2 separate regions of the Zea mays genome follow, and region 1 is linked to region 2. A link is a contact called in public Hi-C data. All regions are on one chromosome and are shown on one strand. The core of a region is the stretch at or near the end of the contact, and the rest is flanking DNA. Distances in the headings are between cores, read along the strand shown. Region 1 has its middle 29 kb from the start of LOC103627259. Region 2 has its middle 43 kb from the start of LOC100280896.

Region 1 (2,700 bases), core at 32-2,531, 150 kb after region 2:
ACTTCCAAAACACACCTGCGTGAGTGTGTTGCAAATCAGCAGGACGTGGCCGATCGAACGCCGAAGAATGGAAAAGGATGCCGACGGACTGCCATGCCAATGTATTTCATGTGCCATCATCATCATTTTTGCTTAAAGCGAAAGCGCTCTCACGTCCGATCACACACGCCTCGCCTAGCTCGTCCCACAGGCCACCAGCGTGCGGGCAACATGATTCCCGTGCTATCTCGCAGCAGCAGGAGCAGCGCGGCAGACGGACCAAAATCATTTACCTTCCTTTCCGTCTCAGAGCTCGTGTACTGACACCAGACTGGCTACCAGCATGTGCAGTGAATTCGACGCTGAATACCGCTGAGCAAGAAGAGGTTAAAAACAAAAGATTTCGTCCCCCCCCCCCCCCCCCCCCCCCCCCCCCCCTGTCACTAGAACATGATATATATGTGCCTTTGAAATTAGCAAATTAAGGCCAACCAGAACCAATCAGTCATTGTCTGACATCGCCAGATTGATTACACACAACCCACCATGCATGACACAAGAGTGTTAGATATTATCATCCTTATTGATAGGGCCTTAATTTAGATACGCCTAGCTCAACGATTTCAATACCTAGCATGCCTGGGGAGGTAGACGACGCCCCTGCAGCAATGGTCGAGTAGGGTGCCTGCCTGCTCATTCATGTGTTTGTTGGAGTAGACTTGTGGATCTCATTGTTTGGCTGGCCTCCAATGTCGTTGGTGTGAGGATTCAGGCACAGGCTTCAAGCTGGTCAACAGCTGCTGCTCACTTGTCTTCAAGCTGAGCCCGCAGTAACCCTAGATCAGTTGCCAATTTGCAAACTTAATGTGAGATTTTATTTTATTTTTCTTGTCATTTGTACAATCTGCCAAGATTCAAACTCAAGACCTCTAACTCTCATGCCAACCATTAACCAGTTTAACACAAAAGCTTAAGCTACCCCGCTCATTCGAAACTTCAACATATCCGAGAAAAAAACAAGCACTCGAATCAAATCCACAGAGAAGGCCAAGCAAACCAGCGAATTAAAACCCACTACACACTAGTAGGTCATTATTGGATGCCTCCTTCTTGATTTGCGCCAGCCAATATTAAAAAAATACGGTTCGGTGACTTGTTCAGTTCAGTGCACAAAGAGAAACAAAAATATGGGAAACGTCCCAAATGATTGGACGTATTCAACTCGACGCACGGCCTGCTTGGGCCTGCACGAGGCGATCCAGCGAAGGAAGCAACACTTGCTGTGGCCTTTTTGGGCCGCACTGCAACACGGGCCTCTTCGTCCAATTGAAAACCGTCCCACGAAGAAGGGTCGGGTTGGGCATCATTGGCCCCGTTGCCGATCTTTTTTCAGCTAACCCTTACGTTTAGGAATAAGTTTACTTTACCTTCTCGACTATCCTAAAAGACAGTTTTTTTTCGGTTTTTAAGTTGGTTTTTTTCTTTGTCAGATCTAAAACCAGAAATAACTTCTCCAGCTTGTCACACAACCGTACACTTACCCTTGCCAGATTAACACTGTGGTTTTTCTTCTTTTTATATTTATTTTAGCTAAATCTTTTTAAAACCATAGCAATCATAGAAAAAAATATAATATAAAATCTAGTTGCGTTAGACTCTACATGAGTAGATCTACATACTAAACATATCATATGATATATTTTAGGACAAAGTATTTTTTCTGTAACTTTAGATCTATAGTTTTTTTAATAAATTTATAGCTCTAGTTTCTCTCATCCAATTATATTGAAATTTTTTGTGGTATGCTAGTCATTGCACCATGATTTGTAGTAAAAATTTCATATGAATGAGTTATATATTTCTCAGTCATGGTGAGCATGAACCTTTTGTTGTATACCAGACATTCAATGTTTAATATACCATAAAAAATTCAACATAATTGGACCATAGAAGTTCCTTGTATGAATTAATTACATAGAACTATAGATATAAAGATACAACAAAAAAACTTTGTAATAGAGCATACCAAATTCACTATGTAGATCTATGTACTCATTTAGAGTCCAACAAAAGTCTGAGCTCGATCATTGGATCATATATGACTGAGTTATAGATTTAATTTCATTTAGAAACTATTTAATAAACATAAACCAAGATAAATCTATAACTCAACTATATATGATCCAATGAGCATGAACCTTTTACTACAGCTCAAGCATGTACTTATTAGTCTATCATAAAAATTACTATAATTAGATCAGAGAAATTGCGTCTATAAATTAGTCACAGAAAAGTAAAGACCTAAAGTTACAGTAAAAATAAAATTTGTACGAAAGTATATTGTACTATATACCTTCACTGTGTATAGATCTACTCGTGTAGAATCTAACACAATTAGGTTTTCTATTTTATATATTCTTTTGTGCTAGGTTTTTTTAGAAGATTCAGCAGGATAAGCCAACTACGACGAGATGTGAACATCTTATTCCTAGACAGTCTTTTTAAGGATCAGGGCTTCATTAGAAATCATATAGAAATTTCGTAGAAATCAGTTTATTTTCACATGAAAACACAGGAAATAGGAAAAAAAACCCGCAATCCAAATGAGCCCTCAGAGTTAGCAGAAAGCTTTGAGCCAAAAATCAGAGTTAACGGAAAGCTTTGAGGCACCCTTAACAAAATGCTATTAACTCGGCACTATGTAAAAAAAAAAATTAAATA
Region 2 (2,700 bases), core at 68-2,567:
TAAGGCTTTGAATGGACGTTTTCTCAAGCAGTACCATCCTAGTATGTGGCAAGATGCTTAAGAAAACCGATGTAATCACATCGAGTTAAATGCTTTTGGTTTGCTCAGCTCCACCAAAACGCAGGGGGCATATGTTGGGCACCAAAATGAGAAGGCCGGACGGTCCGGCCCTGGGGCCAGACGGTCCACGGTCCGGACAGTCCGCGTCTGTGGGCCGGACGGTCCGCATAGGCGCAGAACAGATTAGTGTTCCGAGTTTCTTGCTATGTTTGCTGGCGAGAATCTCGGGATAAACTCAAAAATTTGTTTGTAAGGGGTCCAGCCCCCTCCTCTATAAATAGAGAGCTAAACGGTCGATTTGATAAACGAATCGAACCTTCAATCAATACAATTTACATTTTATCCTAGGAGTAGTTCTAGTCTAGTTTAGGTTTAGTCTTCCAATCCTCAAATCCTCTGCTTCTCTTTGACTCTACGTCGATTAGAGGAGTTTAGGTCGGTCTACCCGAGCCTATACAACTCCTAGGATCTCTTCTCTCCGACGGGGTCCCTCCCGGGAGCGAGATCTAGGCGCCGCCGGCGATCCTCCGCCGCCCTTGCGCACGCGCGGACCGTCCGGCCCTAGGGTGCGGACGGTCCGGCCATTAGGTAGGGAACCCTAGCCCCTGCGCCAGGTCGCGGACCGTCCGCGCCTGACCAGAGAGCACCGTCACGGTTCTTATTGAGTATTTGGTGCTCCGAAAAGGCGTCAACACCACCCTTTCCACCGATAGAATTGTTGTAACATATATTTTTTTTTCATTTTTTCTAAACTGATTGACGAAGCTAATCTGTACACGGAATGAAGAAAGGTCAAAGGTGGAACTAAAAAAGTAGTTTTTTATATCTTTGTTCTCTCTTAGGCTAATCACAGTGGCTATTTCACTACACTATTTCATACACTAACATATTAATTGAATGATGCAACTAAATAGTCAATACAAATCAGTAAAATATATGAAGATGAAATAAACCACTTTTAATAGATCTTTCACATGATTTCCAAGACCTTGAAAACTAGTTGACATAGTTTCATCCTCATAAAATCAATTTTATTCCACAAAACTCATTTACCTTTAATATTATACTATTAAATATGTATGAAACCATAATGAAACTACCATTGTGAATAAACTTAGCAGTTGCAGAGACACAGCTCGGATACTCCGAACACGTGCCTGGGCTTCAGCCTGCAAGGGCCCAGTATGTATGGTCCAACTCTCCAATCCTCGGCCCAGCAGCCATCGTTTCCAGCTTGCGAAGGCACGAAACAGGAAGCGGGCAAGCAACGAGTGCCGCTGCTCTGACCAACTGCGTGCCTGCTCCGCCGTAGAGCTCAGCCGTTCTGGACTGCCACGTCAGCCACACGCCCCGCGTCGGCCAGGGCCAGCTGCCCAGCCGCGCCTCTGTCGCAGCCCCTACTTCGTACCGCCCAAGTCACAACCGAAGTGAGTTGTTGTCAATTTATGGTTTCTCAACTGTTAATTGTTTTTTTATAGTACGTATATAATAGTATATAATCGTTGATTGAACATTTGGTTTAATGTAAGTATTGAGTATCAACGTATTGTGATTTTTTTATTGTTAGCGATGAGGAGACATTTGATAGTAGAATATAGTATTGAAATTTATTAATCTATATTGAATAGAGACTTAGATGAAATCTAGAAATTTAAATCGGTGTCCAAGCTCCGGTCTTGGGCTTACTCCGCCACTGTCTCTTAGTCATGCATGAAATTGTCGTTAAAGCTATTTTATTAAACAAAATTTCTAAAATAGCTCAGCTTCACTGATAAAGCTGTACTCACAAAACTGGTTTAAACATAGCTTCAACAATGAAGCTGAGTTGTGCTAAATATGAGTTAATTTTTTCTGTGTCCTCTAAAGGAAACAGGTGACGCCTAAAAAGGGCGGGTGAATTAAGAGTTTTAAAACTTTCTCTAAACAAGGGCATAATTAAATTTATAAAGCAAAACATATGTAAATAATCAAACTAGAATGTGCAAACTATGTTTTGTCTAAGTGTTGTTATCTCTACCGTAATGTCTAAGTTTCAATACAAAGCAATCTAATTATAAAGACAAAATTACAACTTAAATGCTTAATATAAATGCGGAAGCTAAAGAGCAAGGTAGAGATGCAAACTCTCGTGGATGACGCCGGTATTTTTACCGAGGTATCCGGAACCACGCAAGGTCCCGACTAATCCTCGTTGGTGCTCCTACGCAAAGGGAAGCCCACACGAGAGCCAAGCATCTCGGTCGAGTAACTCCGTAGAGAGCCGCGGGCCTTCTCCACGCGTAAGTGGTGCTCCGCTTATGGCTCCTCTCGGACGCTCCCCGCCGTCTCCACTAACAAGTTTCCGGGCAAAACGCTGCGGGCCTCGTTCCCTCTGGTGCACGTTGGTGACCGTGACACAAATGCGGTTGTCACTGTCTCGCAAGACTCTCGCCCCACTCAGTACAATTTCAACGGCTCGCGCAAGTGAGAGCACCTAGAGGGGGGGTGAATAGGTGATCCTGTGAAAACTTAAACTTAAAGCCACAAAAACTTGATTAAGCGTTAGCACAATAAGGCCAAGTGGCAAGAGAGGAATTCTTGCAAAACACAATAACCACAAGAGGATCAAGACAAATAGACACAGTGGTTTATCCCGTGGTT

The links. A called contact is a pair of places that touch in the nucleus more often than the background predicts.
Region 1: a contact with region 2 is called in a Hi-C map of leaf, with 5 times the contacts expected there. The contact joins two enhancer-like sites. A contact is called at or near these places in 3 of 25 Hi-C or Micro-C datasets (ear, leaf and leaf mesophyll).

Annotation. Positions count from the first base shown.
Region 1 is chr5:173,996,175-173,998,874 of Zm-B73-REFERENCE-NAM-5.0, forward strand. No RefSeq gene overlaps it. Among protein-coding and RNA genes, the nearest start is that of LOC103627259, 29 kb to the left of the region's middle. Within about 2 kb of position 1,282, at least 16 of the 20 cell types and tissues checked have an H3K27ac peak or open chromatin away from gene starts, as enhancers often do. A contact at or near this core is called in ear, leaf and leaf mesophyll, where this site is marked.
Region 2 is chr5:173,843,629-173,846,328 of Zm-B73-REFERENCE-NAM-5.0, forward strand. No RefSeq gene overlaps it. Among protein-coding and RNA genes, the nearest start is that of LOC100280896, 43 kb to the right of the region's middle. Within about 2 kb of position 1,318, at least 17 of the 20 cell types and tissues checked have an H3K27ac peak or open chromatin away from gene starts, as enhancers often do. A contact at or near this core is called in ear, leaf and leaf mesophyll, where this site is marked.